Linked DNA regions of Rattus norvegicus: region 2 is linked to region 1. A link is a contact called in public Hi-C data. All regions are on one chromosome and are shown on one strand. Each heading gives the region's core, a stretch centred on a gene start, on an enhancer-like site or on the middle of the called end of the contact. The rest is flanking DNA. Distances are from core to core; before and after follow the strand shown. Region 1 holds the start of Urad (ureidoimidazoline (2-oxo-4-hydroxy-4-carboxy-5-) decarboxylase). Region 2 holds the start of Gtf3a (general transcription factor III A).

Region 1 (7,662 bases), core at 4,618-7,117:
ATGTCTTCACTGTCTTGATGGACTTGGAGGAGACAGCAGAGCTACAAGCATTTGCTACATTTGCTCTTGAGCTGCTTGTCGTGAGACGTGTGTTGTTGATACAGCAAGGCAGAATGATGATGAGAATCTTCTTCCTTCTTTCAAAGCGATTTGGCCCAGGACATATGCACACTGTGTCTGTGACATCCCTCTGCATGAGCCAAACACACTGTTTATACCTGGATCCTTGTGTGTAGCGGCATTAAAATCACCAGAGGACTTCATTTCCATGAAAATGGTTATTCTCTTGTGAGTTTTGTAAAAATGATCTTACAGCCTATGTACGCCACCAAATGCTTCATTTAAATAGCATAATACTGGGGCTGAAAAGACAGTTAATAGTTCATACTGCTCTTGCAGAGAACCTGAGTTCAATTCCCAACACCCACAACTGGGACCCCACAACCATCTACAACTCCAGTTATAAGGGATCCGACGCCCTCTACTGGCCTCCATGGGCACTGCGTGCACATGGTGTGCACACACTCGGGCACATATACACGCAAACATAAAACACATCAATCCTTCTTCTAAAAAGCATAATGTCGACTTGTTCTCCAAGGATGTATTCATGCGATGCAGAATCTGCATCCCTAATCTGAAACACTGAGATCCAGACCCTGAACTCACCAGACACCAGCATGACACATCACACGTGGAAAACTCCATGCCTGGCCTCCTGTGAATGGAAGTTAGAATGAAGTGGGTTAAAATGATCCCGTCAGGTTACCATCAGACTGTGTACATGAGGCACACATGAAACGTAAACAGGGCGTGAGAATTTCATGTGTGAAAATATTCCAATCACAGCAAATGTAGTCTGCTTCCTGTCACTCTACTTAGGAGGTACTCTCCCTGCTTTACCCCACCCTGGCATTGCCCATTTCACTGATGTCCTAAGTAAACACAGCCCTTCACCACCATGGTCACTCATCATCAAACTAAGGGCGTTTGAATATGCTTCTGAGCTGTGTGGGATGGATCTTCCTCATAGAAAGTGGAGTTAGGTGAGGTGGAAGCTCATGGGCTCTTTGGAAAGTCAGTTGTGCTGGAGAGTGCTTTGCTGAGGCAGACTTATAAAGGAACGCCGCGGTGAAGCAGACACAGGAGAGAGGATGCTCTGCTAAAGCAAGCACGTGAGAGGACACATTGATAAAGGAGTCTTTGCTAATGACGTGCATGTTTTGGTCTGCCTTGCAATGTGTAGTTGAGCTCTATTTGTCGGGACTCTATAGAGAGAAATGCACCAAAAATCTTTTTGGTGGTGTGTTGTGGCCTCTTGCTGCTCCCGAGGACTTTGGCTGATGGGCAGAGGGATGTTAGCTGAGGCAGAGCACGTGCTGAGGCAAGACCTGTGACCGATGCTGAGGTAAGACCAGTGGAGGACACGATGTTTGGAGGATGTATAAATAGAACTCGACTGACAGTAATGGAGGCTGAGCTAGGCTTGCTTGTAGAACTAGCTGTGCAGTGCTTGTTGGTCTCTTGTCTTCACTGATCTTCGATTTGCTGAGAGAGGGCACTTCACCTGGTGTCCCTCCAGGTACCTCCTGCTGTCTCTGCTAGGTAGTGCCACCACTGCTGATTCCTGTTTGCTATCCCTGCTCTTCCGAATTGGATTGCTAGTGTATCCGTGAGTGTTTTCAGGTGGTTTGAGCTGCTGGCCTGTGAACTGAACAGCCGATTTCCAGACAACGCAGATGGGAGTTGCTCTAAAGAGCCTTTCAAAACAGGTCCACTCCCTCTGTATCCTTTCTTTCCCACTACCTCTGGTGGGTGGTGGGCTAAACGGGAGGTTAACGCATTTAAGAACCATCATCAAAAATGAGGATTGAAAAAAATTAAAGTTAGGATCACCAAACATGCTCCTGTTCACTTTAGTGTGGGTCAAGCTGTGTCCCTGAGGGGACCTCTCTTTTGCTTTCCCTTTCTTCCTTCCTTTCTTTCTTCCTTCCTTTCTTTCTTTCTTTCTTTCTTTCTTTCTTTCTTTCTTTCTCCCTCCCTCCCTCCCTTCCTTCCTTCCTTCCTTCCTTCCTTCCTTTTATGTATATGGGTACTCTATCTGCAAGTACACCTTGCGTACAGGAAGAGGTCATTAGATCCCATTACAGATGGCTATGAACCACAATGTGGTTGCTGGGAATTGAACTCAGGACTTCTGGAAGAACAGCCAGTGATCTTAGCCACTGATCCATCTCTCCAGCCCTTCTTTTCTTTCTTTAAAAACTTATTTATTTATCATATATAAGTACACTGTGGACACACCAGAAGAGGGCATCAGATCCCATTATAGATGGCTGTGAACTAGGGAATTGAACTCAGGACCTCTAGAAGAGCAGTCAGTGCTTTTAACAACTGAGCTATCTCTCCAGCTTCCTTATTTTTTCTTTCTTTCTTTCTTTCTTTCTTTCTTTCTTTCTTTCTTTTTGTTTTGTTTTCTATCTTTTTTAAATTTTTTTCCATTTTTATTAAATTGGGTATTTCTTATTTACATTTCAAATGTTATTCCCTTTCCCGGTTTCCAGGCCAACATCCCCCTGACCCCTACCCCCCCCTTCAATATGGGTGTTCCCCTCCCCATCCTCTCCCCATTACCACCCTCCCCACAACAATCCCGTTCACTGGGGGTTCAGTCTTGGCAGGACCAAGGGCTTCTCCTTCCACTGGTGCCCTTACTAGTCTATTCATTGCTACCTATGCAGTTGGAGCCCAGGGTCAGTCCATGTATAGTCTTTGGGTAGTGGCTTAGTCCCTGGAAGCTCTGGTTGGTTGGCATTGTTGTTCATATGGGGTCTCAAGTCCCTTCAAGCTCTTTCAGTCCTTTCTCTGATTCCTTCAACAGGGGTCCTGTTCTCAGTTCAGTGGTTTGCTGCTGGCATTCGCCTATGTATTTGCCATATTCTGGCTGTGCCTCTCAGGAGAGATCTACATCCGGTTCCTGTCCCTTATTTTCTTTCTTAAGAAAGGTTTATTGAATATACCACAAGAGGCAGCCTGCTGGGCCATAACTAGATTACTACTTGCCATAATTTACCTTTAAAAAATATTTTTAAGAAATTTCAAATCTGGGGTTAGGGATTTAGCTCAGTGGTAGAGCGCTTGCCTAGCAAGCGCAAGGCCCTGGGTTCGGTCCCCAGCTCCGAAAAAAAGAAAAAAAAAAAAAAAAAGAGAAAAAAAATTTCAAATCTACTCCTCTCTCTCTTCCCCCTCTAACTCTACTGCCTACCAAGTTCATGACTAACATCTTCTATAGTTATTGTTTTACACACACATGCATAAACATGCACACACACACATACACACAGACACACACAGACACACACATACACATACACACATACATATACATACAAACACATAAACACACATATACACATATACACATACATACACATATACACATACACATACACACATACCATACACACATACACACATATACATAAATGCACACGCACACAGACACACCACACACACAGGCACAAACATACACATACATACGCACATACACATACACACATACACACCACACACATGCACACACCCAATTGACCCATTTAGTGTTGTTCTTATGAACATGTGTTTAGGGCTGACCACTTGGGATTGAATAGCCTAACACGGGGCTTCTCCACTGAATGCTGAAGACCTATCACGGGGCTCTCCATCGAGTACTGATTCTCTTTCTCTCAGCAGGCCTTGATTGCCTTTACACATAATCAAAATGCAGAGACTAGGAGACTGTAGTGTGCCCAGCCCCAACTGGAACCTCTACAGTGCAATCCCTACACTCAAGGCACGGAAAGACTTTAAGAGCCGGGTGGGGGGTGGGGATGGAGGAATGGGGGCAGGCCATATGAAGGGGGACAGGGAGGAGGGAGGGGGGATGCGATGCGGATATAAAGTGAATAATTAAAACTGTCTGTAACAGGGGTTGGGGATTTAGCTCAGTGGTAGAGCGCTTGCCTAGGAAGCGCAAGGCCCTGGGTTCGGTCCCCAGCTCCGAAACAAAAAAAAAGAGCCAAAAAAAAAACAAAACAAAAAAAAAAAAACCTCCTGTCTGTAACATACCTACATGAGGCAAAACACCAGTGCATATAAAAGAATAAATTATTAAAAAATAATAAATACGTTAATGGGGGGTTGGGGGGGTGGCCGAGAGGACCAGAATGCCTGCTGCTAGAGAGTGCCTTCTAGACAGGAAAGTTTCACCCATCTAATCTCAACAACATGGTTGCCTAGACCTGTATAAAGATACCACCGGCTGACATGCCAGTGTGAATAGGTGAAAGTTCACAAGGTTTCACTCCTCTTTAACATCCTTTAGGAGGAGGGTGTGGCCTGCGGACTAGGGCGACCCCTTCTAGCCGTGCTTTATATTGATTGCACCAGCAGGGGGCGCCCGAGGACTACCGTTTCTAAACAGAGTGTCAAACACCAGGTTTGACCTGTTACTTACTGCCCCTTGGTACCTAGAAAGGCAAACACTGGGCGAAAGGAAAACAAGCCCTCTTTTGGAGATAATTTATCCAGAGTGCGATCGTTTCTGGACTCACGGTGACGAGGGTTTTCCATGCTTGGTCCTAGTCCCACACCAACTCCTGAGATCAGAGCCCCTCTCCTTCCTAGGGCAGTGGGTGCCTTTCTTTGTGACACCTCCCCCTACTCTACCCTCTTGCCCTGGTCTTTCTAATCTTTTCTAGGCGGTTCCTCGTGAAGAACACCACCAGTAACAGCCTTAGCTGAACTCTGCTGCAGTGCTAAATCACTCACCAAACCCATTCTAGGGGAGGAAAAGGTTTATTTCAGCTTATAACTTCTAGGCTGTTGTTGAAGAAGAAGTCAAGGATGAGAACCTCGAGGTAGATTGACTCTCTCTTCTTGGGCACCTACCCTCAGGTGTGTACACATACACAATACACCTTTTTTTTTTTTTTTTAAACAAAAGAAGATAGCACATTCCACCAGAGGCACCTCTCCTGGCCTCGTTTACACTAAGTGTACGTTGTGTTAAGCATTTAGGGTTCAAAGAAAGATTAAAACATGGGACCTGGGCTGGAGAGATGGCTCAGGGATTAAGAGCACTGACTGCTCTTCCAGAGGTCCTGAGTTCAAATCCCAGCAACCACATGATGGCTCACAACCATCTGTAATGGGATCTGTGTGTGTAATTGTATACAAAAATAAATAAATCTTCAAAAAAAAAACCAAAAAAAAAAAACAAAAAAAAAAAAAACATGGGACCTATGCTCTAGAGGCACGGCCAACGACAGATGAGAAATCAACTTCCAAATAGGTGGCCCTGTAACCTGTCTGGATTACCAGGAAAACTTCCCCAGGAGCAACTGAATAGAGTCTGGTTCTATTCCCAGCATCTGCATGGTAACTCTCGACTACCTGTAACTCCAACGTAGCCCAAACCTCTTCCAGCCTCTGCGGGCCTCAGGTCTGCGTGTGGTACACAGATTACAAGCAAGACATAACAGTCATGTTCACAAGATAAGATGTCGGTGACACCAAGTGGCTGTCTCATTAAATATGGCCATAGCTGGCTCTTACTAGAGCAGTGCCTCTGGTGGAGACGTTCGTTCTGCAGAAGTCTCTGCTCTCTTGATCGCAACCATAAGCCCAGGTGGGATATAGCTCAGTGATTGGGTGCTTCTTCAGCACACGTGAGACCCTGGATTCTGTCTCCAGCGTATTACCCCCTACAACCCCCAAAACACTTAAACCTGTGTTTACTCGCTGCAGGAACATTCTGGATAAGCTCCTCCCAGAGGTATTTAAACCAGAGTCAGCTGCCCTTGCACAAGGTCAGCTGTGTCTTCAGCAAATACAACCCATGAGGAGGAGTTAGCGTCGCTCCTGCAGACTCCCCCCAGGCAGGGCAAACAGTGCCTCCAGTCCAGGTGTCAGACATGGACATGAAGAAGGTCAACTCCTTGGACTTCACTGAATTTGTGAGTGTGTTTAGGAACGTCGTTGAAAGATGTCCTCTGGTCGCAGCTGCCGTCTGGTCCCACCGTCCTTTCTCTGGCTTGGAAGACTTAGAAAATCACTTTTTTGCTTTTATCGATGCTCTCCCAAAATCAGGTAAGATGTGCATGAAGTCGTTTCCAATAGGGTATGTAAAAGTATTTTAGATTACGTTAGCTGACTTACTCAATTATCTACTGGGTTTTTGGAAGGGTCAGGAGATATCCTTTCAACTGCTGGGCTCTTGAAGGTGGACACAAGAATGTGAGGGACAAGATAAGATGGTCGACGGCAGTGGAGGCGGGGGGTGTGTGTGTGTGTGCATTGCAGTCTCTGAGTTGGAGTCCAGCCTGATCTAGAGCGAGTTCCAGGACAGCCAGGGCTACTGGAGGTCACAGGAACGGGGCGAAGGCCTTGGTGAGTCAGAAGCTAAAGGTCCACTTTGGCAATGCTCTAGATGAAAGAGGGTAGTGAGAATATCCCAGCACCCCAGAGAGGAATGGAGACCCTGAATGGTTTTTATCAAAAGGGGGGGGGGGCAGCAGTTTGGACCAGACAAGGAAAGATCCCAAGACTCTTCGCAGAAAGAAGAAACGTTGAAGCAAAGCGATGTTTTCTGGGGAGAATGAGCGAGAACTGAGGCGTATTGGTCCGTGGGGCGAAGAGGAGGCAGAAGTTTATACTGGGTGGCACAGAGGCCAGAGGTCCAAAGGTACACAGTCCCTGCTCAAAGCCTACTCTGGCTTCAGAGAATAAGTCTGACATGCCCTTGGGGAACAAAGACAGGGGCAGGGGGTCCCCTATCCTTGAGACTTGACTTTAAGCAGGACCTGTGGTCTCCTGACAGAGCAGGCACTCACAGCTGTGTTCAATATGGCTATGATGACATCTTGTGGCTTCTGGATGTCCTCCTATGAGGACTTACCTAAGAAGACCAGAGGGCAAGGTTATGAAATCAAACTGAGGACTGAGGAGGTGGCTCAACAGTTAGGAGCACTGGCTGCCCTTCCAGAGGACCAGAGATCAATTTTAAGCACCCACATAGATACTCAACAAAGAAAGGCCTCCAACTCCAGGATCTGAGCTCGCGCTATGACCCGCCCCTAAACACCAAGGACACATGTGGGGCATAGACATACATGCAACCAAAACACTCAAACATATGAATTTTAAGTGTGTGCGTGTGTGTGAAACCAAAGCCCAGCATAGTGGCCTCGCCTGTGCTCAGGAGGCTAAAATAGAAAGATCCTTATGAGTTGTTTGAGGACATCTACAGTGACAGTCTCGGCAAATAAGCAACTGTACCAACATCAAATTGACAGAAGTGGGGGCTGGAGAGATGGCTCAGTGGTTAGAGCACTGACTGCTCTTCCAGAGGTCCTGAGTTCAATTCCCAGCAACCACATGGTGGCTCACAACCATCTATAAAGAGATCTGATGCCCTCTTCTGATGTATCTGAAGACAGCTACAGTGTACTTATATATAATAAATGAATAAATCTTTTAAAAAAATTGACAGAAGTGTGGGGCACATCGTGACAGTCGCCCACTGCTGAGTTTCTCCAATGGGGCAGAACTGACGAGGCAAGGTAAATGTCAGAGAGTCTCCCTCACCTGTGACTCACAAAACACCCTGGCCAGGTGAATTCA
Region 2 (6,768 bases), core at 79-2,578, 510 kb after region 1:
CTGTGTCTACAGTAAGAGAGATCAGGCACAAAGACAGGAAAATGTGTCACAGCTGAAAAAGCTCATAGGTGCAAAGGTAAACGAAGGAAACATCTCCCAGCCCTAACTGCGATCTCCAATTTGGCTCCCAGATGTGGGGGAGGGGATGCTGTCATGAAACCCACAGTAAAGCTACAGCATATCCCAACATCCAATTGGATATTTCCTAACTATGGGAATACTCTGAGATCCAAGACTTTCATCACAGTACTAGACTGCCAGTGGACAGGAAGACGTAAGTGAGCCGCACTGCTCAGCATAAAGTCAAAGAACCTTGTTCAGATCCAGTCCTACAGTAGGACCCGTACTAGTCAAATTATTGTCCAATCTGGAACAATAAACACAACTTCAAAGCCAGGTGTGGTGGTGCACGCCTTAAATACTAGCACTTAGGAGGCAGAGACAAGCGGACCTCTTGAGTTGGAGACCAGTCCGGCCTACAAAGTGAGTTCCAGAACAGCCAGGGCTACACAGAGAAACCCTGTCTCAATAATGATAATGATGACAAACCGTAACTTTAATTGTCCAACCAAAGAACAGCATTCTGGTCTAAAATGCAAGCTCTAACTCGGACACAGGGACAAAGAAAGGCCAAAATGTAGGAAGAGAATGTTCAAGGAGAAACGGGGGTAAAGTCACAAAGATGTTATGATGACAGTGGGTTGGCAAGTCTGCCAAGAGAAAGAAACCAAGGTGCATAAAACAAAATAGAGGAGCCAGGGGAAAGGGCCAAACAGGAAGGCTTTTCCTGTTCACTCTAACCCACATAGCCTTGGTACTTGACCAAAGCCCGCCTGCAATTGAAAGGGTGCACACTTGTTGCTTGCAAGAAACCCTGACGTCCTAGACCTCAGTCTTTGCTGAGCACCTGCCCCGGCCAAGTCCAGGACCCAACCTCTGCGCCAGGCTCCACCATGCACACCCGCGGCCAGGTTACCTCCCCCGTGTGCTTGCAGAGGTGCGCGTCTAGCTTCCAGGCTTTGTTGTAACTAGCGCTGCAGTCAGGAAAGGAGCAGATGAACCTGCTGGGGAGCGCGGGGCGCGGCGGGGCGGGGCCCACACAGGCCCGAACGAACGCGTCCGCGATGGTCAGGGACGACACCGCTTCCGCGACCGAGACCCGCGGCTCCAGGGCGACGCAACTGCGCCCGGGCCGAGGCGGGGCAGCCACGTGCTGTCCCCGGAACGCGGGACACAAGCTACCGGCGCCCAGAGACCCGACACTTCCGGGAACGCGGCCCGCAAAGGCGCCAGGTCCCGCCCATTAAACCCCATGCGCCAGGATTGCGCATGCCCTGAGAGGCTCGGTCGCGTAGCCTGGCCGCACATGCGCATCAAGGACTCTTCGACTGAGCCGGGCAGCCAGGCTCTGGTCTCCTGGTTCGTGTCTTAGGGAAACAGGAAGCGCTGCTTAAACGTCCCAAATATTAACCCGACATGACTTAAGGTGGCCTGTTCTTCACATTCCAGTTTTGCCCTCTGCATCCTGACACAAGCCTCAGAACGTAGTGGAACCCAAGCTTGTCTGCTCCTTCGAGTCACGTGGAAATTTTTCAAAATTCCAAAGCCCAGAACTTAACCCGGACCAATTAAACCTTAATTTCTGACGTCAGTTGTGTTGGTTGTTGTTTTGTCAACTTTCTCTTTGTGTCACTGAGTCCTTAGTGTTTGGGGGTATTTTTAGCTGTGGGATTTCCACTTTTCCCTCAGCCTGATTTAACCTCCATAATGGCAGAGACTGAAAAATAACCTCTGTGAATCCTTCCTTAAAAAGTGGTGTGCAGGGGTTGGGGATTTAGCTCAATGGTAGAGCGCTTGCCTAGCAAGCGTAAGGCCCTGGGTTCGGTCCCCAGCTCCGGAAAAAAAGAAAAGAAAAAAAAAGTGCTGTGCATCTATGAAGGGCTGAACCGGTCTTACTGTTAGTGGATGAAGATAACCATGGGAAATCTTTAAGCTTTTTTGGCTAATGGATATCTTTACTGCAGAAGGTTTGAATGTACTTAATTCCCTCGCGTCAAAGCAATTCAAATGAAAAAGGACTGAACAGAGGGCTACAGGGGTCTCAGCACTTGTTGACAGGTCATTGTTGTTGGGTTCGCATGCTTATGCCCCATGCGCATGTGCAGATTGCTGACTGTCTCTTTCTTCTTTCCGGTCCCTCTTCCCTTTCTCGCTTTCTTGTCCGCTCTACTCCATCAGCGGACACTCTTTTCCAGCTCCAGTCTTCTGTTTCTCCTTTTCTCTGAACATCAGCTTCTAGAAGATTCTGAGGTCCTTCCCCTGTGACTCTTGTTTTCCAAGGACTTTGGTCTCAGTCAAGCAGCCTGGACTTTACATAATTTTTTTCTCCTCTTAGTTAATAACCTTGGTTAGACAATATTTGGCTCAGCTAGGATTCAGGCTCTTTCCAGACCCAAACATACCAATCCCAGGGTTGGGGGTTGGGTTGGGGGATGGGGAGGAGGATTGTGAGTCTTAAGTGTCAAAGCTAAAGATGAACCCAGACAGAACTAGCTTTAATCCCACAATGGAGGCAGAAACAGGTGAATCTCTGAATTCAAAGCCAGCTTGGTCTACAGAATGAATTCCAGGACATCCAAGGCTACACAAAGAAACCCTGTCTCCTGTTTATTCCACCAAGACCTTCCAATTCAGCTGACATCTGTGATGTCATCAGATGGCACATATCGAAAACCCTTACCCTTTCAGCACACCACAGCCCATAATTGAGGAAGAAGTCCCTTTCAGAAGCAGGTCCTACCAGCTCTAACATTGTCTATGACTAGAAAGAGTCATAGTGATCACTTTTTTGAGCCAGCGCGGGAGAGGGAAAATATGATACTAAAGGAGGAGTGGTAATAGAGTGGATTGGAGAGAAAATTCTGAAATACTGAATGTATACAACGGGGCTGTTGTCATCAGCAAAGTCAGGTGTCTGGTCTCGAGAGGGTAGCTTGGAAAGGAGACGTTATATAAATGACCCGGTGTACTGGTGATTCAGCTACCCTGCTGTGAGTCAGAGGCGTGGGCTTCGGGGGTTCTGTGACCTGACTTGGCATCCTATCTCCTAATTGACCTGAGTCAATTAATTAATTTCTGTGAAATCCATGTTTTCTTTGAATAACTATTAGAATGTCTGTGGCCCACAGTGGTATGAAATGATCACTTCAGGTGAGCTGCTGTGTTTTAATTACTTAGCCCTATGTGAAGTGGTTCACATGACATCTTTCTTGCCTTCAGTGAAATTCTTGGCAGTGAACACTTTGGAAGTTCCTGTGTTGGGGAAGTCTATGTGGTAAAGGACTAAGGTGACCTCTGGCCAGCAGCCAGGTAAGACCCCAGACCCTAAAGCCCTAAAGGATCTTGTCTCAGTCAGTCCTTCAGGAAAACTCTAACCCTGGCCTGTGGTGGATTGCCCTAGGGCCTTTGCATTCTAATGTTAACTCTGCTTCCTCAAGAGCGGCTTCAGGTGAACCTTCTTCTCCCCATTCTAACTGGTCAAATAAAGGCTAGAGCCTGTGATTGGGCTGTGGAAGGGAAAGGTGGGGCTGGAGGTTTTAGAAAGTGGGGGGAAGAGAGGGAGAGAGGGGAAGAAGATGGAGGAAGATGAACAAAACCACGTGGCCCGGAGAAGCCACGAGTAGCAAGGGAATCTCATAGCTGGGGAAAAGAGTAGAGTAGTGGTAAATCTGCCCAGTCTAGGCGTGCAGCTTATAAATATTGTAAGTGAGTTGTGTGTTTTTGCATGGGCTTCCTGGGGTTGGAGATTTACCACCACACTGGCCCATTTCTCCATTGCAGCCTGGCAGAGACCCCAGATGAGCTGTGCCCAGACTCCTGACCTACAGAAATTGTGTGATTAAAAACTGCCGGTTGTGGGGCTGGGTGTGGTGATGAATGCCTTTAATCCTAGCACTTGGAAGGTGGAGACAGGTGGATCTCTAAGTTTGAGGCCAGCCTGGTCTACATAGCAAGCTACAGGATAGCCAAAGCTACAGAAAGAGACCCCCGTCTCAAAAACAAAATACCAAGCCAAATTCAAAAATTAAATGCATGTTGCATAGCAACAGCAAAAAAAAAAAAAATGTGTGTTGGTTTAGACCACCAAGTAAGGAACTTAGGGAATTTGCTACTTAGCACAACGAACATGAAGGTCCAAAGTTTTGTGCTTCCCGAAATAACTCGGGATCAGGTGGCACTGAGCTCTCACACAGGAGAGCAAGAGGGGCTTTCTGGGACCAGGGGAGACTGACACAGAATTCAGTCGACTATTGCTGGTTCTGTGTATCTGGGCATCATGTGTGCCAGAAGAGGGCGGCAGAGCCCCTGGTTAGAGGGTTCTGAACCACCGTGTGGGTGCTGGGAACCCAACCTGGTCGTCTGGAACAGCAGCCAGTGCTCCTAACTCCTGAGCCATCTCTCCAAACGGAATCCAACCATTTTATGTTTCTTTTTAACCCAAACTCGGATATATAATGTACCAGGGATGAGTGTGTCTGGTAATTTCGGGACCTTACACTCTCAGCTGTGGACTGCCCTAGGCAATCTTCAGCATGTAATTCTGTTTATCCCATTCCCAGCTGGAAACTGAACTTTGGCTTTGTCCAAAAACATGCCTTGAACTTAATAAACGAGGCGTACTATCTGTTCTTTCCTCTTATTTGAGCAGTGAGAAGGTCTCACTTGTGTAGCCCTGGCTGGCCCGAAACTCACTATGTAGACTAGGCTAGCCTCGAACTCAAGAGCTCCACCTGCCTTTGATTCCTGAGTGCTGGACTTAAAGGTGTGAGCCACCACACCTAGCAACATGGCCTTTCTCCTCTTCTGAGCCAGGGAGTAAGGTGGACAGATCTTTGGGTTGATTCCAATTGCCACTACCTGCATGTGACTTAAGCAGCAGCCCCTACCCCTTACTGGCTCATCTATACAGTAGTGGGCACCCGGTCCGACAGTCCCCGCACAGCGGTTTCAAGTTTCAAAAGACATCTCAGCAGGCTACTTGATCTCTCTACTTCAGCTACCTCACAGGTCACAGACTCAACTAACCCCGCCCCCCCCCCCAAAGCCCAAAGCAAAGCACGTGGCTGAGGGGAAGGGTCTCACTGCCACCATTTCTGTGATCTGCGTGTAAATCACAAAATATCACGTCTGTTAATGACAGTGGGCTCTCGAGTGCTGGACAAGGCGGAAAAAAATGGTTGGATGGGTGGTGTTAAATAAACCACGCAAAGTTAGAAGACAATGGCTCAAGAGAAAAAAAAAATCTAACCATTCTGTGCCCTGGATTAAGCAAGAGAAATGGGTGGGTCCCTTCTCCAAAGTCAGAGAAGCCAGGCAGAAATGAGACAAGGCCCTCCCCCTCCCCCCAAGGACATGTCACCACCAGCTACAGTCCTACTGTGCCCCAGCCTTCCTGAAAGCCTGCAAGGTTTCTATCTAGTCACCCAGTAAGGGCAAGCTGGCACTTGTGGCCCTCGGTTGTACAGTCAGCAGACGCCGGGCCATCCACACTCCCGCTCTTTGAATGTTCCTGTGGTGTTTGCGTATCTAGAATCATCTTGCAGACCGTCGCTGGCACTGAGGCATGGTTCCACTGACGACTCTTCACTTTCAGCCTGTTGTCACAGGACTCCCAGCATTTTCTGATTAGCTCTCCTCTCCCTTGGTCAAATCATGTTTTGCCGCCATAGCTCTGCCAGAGGATTGCCACGAGCCTGGGCTTAATCGATGACACCCACTTTAAATCCATTTTAGTTCGCAGGGACCAGATTTTGTCCAGAGACTCCTGCTCAGTTGCTCCCTAATTACCCTTGGGGTCAGGCTCAGGAACGGGCAGCCTCCGTCGGCAGCACAGCAAGGGTTGTGTGTTTGATAATTTCTCCCGACAGCTAGCAGACAAGTGCCTGGCAGAGGTGAGCAGGATACCTTTAGGGAGTCCTTGCCCCATTTCTACGTGGCTTCTTGGTTTACTTTGGAGGGAGGATCCACCCATTTCTCTTCCCTTCAACTGACACCTTTTTTGATCCAGTTCACTGTGGTCACCCCTGAACTCAGCCACAGCCAGCACCTACACTCATCCTCTCTGAGCCTTTCCGCCACCGCTCAGGGCTCCTTCTCAAATTCCAGCTGTTTGAGAAACAAGCCGCCATCTTTGGGACGGAGTCCCGGTTCCTTTCTGGTATATTTGCAAGGTCTCACAGGACCTACCAGCATCTCTCACTTCTTACCCTCCCACGGTGTCCAAGTATGCTTGGCGGAGCCGTCTCTGTCAGTCACACAGCCACACAGACACTACCAGATGCCGTAGAACCTCTGTATTCAAAGGCTCCTCACTCACGAACTCAACCGATCCCAGACCAAAAGCAGACAGGCGTCTTTCCTTGCTGTGATGCCTACACGACCTAGAACAGCAGTCGTTTGGATACCATAGGCCTTTCGAGGCCTCTCGAGATGTATAGGTTCTCTGGGAATACCGTGTCATTTGACAGGAAGGACTTAGGGATCTTCCTAGTCACTGAGAGGTCAGGGTGCCAGGGACCATGGTAGCATCTCTTGGTCTCGGTTATTGCCTCCTTCCCCCACCACCTTCCAAATTTTACAAAAGCCCGCCTACTTGTCAGATGGCTGCTTGGACTCAGATTTCCCCATTAATCTTACCAGACCCCCTCCAGCTAGCCACCGGTCCTGTTGGGAGTGGGGACAGACAGAGAAGATGTCAGATAAAGGCAA

The links. Hi-C and Micro-C count contacts between places; a contact is called where the count stands out from the background.
Region 2: a contact with region 1 is called in a Hi-C map of liver, with 4 times the contacts expected there. The contact joins the promoter of Gtf3a here to the promoter of Urad in region 1. A contact is called at or near these places in 8 of 12 Hi-C or Micro-C datasets (the A7r5 cell line, the Rat2 cell line, Schwann cells and 5 more).

What each region holds. Positions count from the first base shown.
Region 1 is chr12:12,739,521-12,747,182 of GRCr8, forward strand. Urad (ureidoimidazoline (2-oxo-4-hydroxy-4-carboxy-5-) decarboxylase) reads left to right here and starts at 5,868. Exons shown (of 2, transcript NM_001398881.1): 1 at 5,868-6,129. The coding sequence starts at 5,955.
Region 2 is chr12:13,257,259-13,264,026 of GRCr8, forward strand. Gtf3a (general transcription factor III A) reads right to left here and starts at 1,329. Exons shown (of 9, transcript NM_001113570.1): 1 at 977-1,329. The coding sequence starts at 1,171.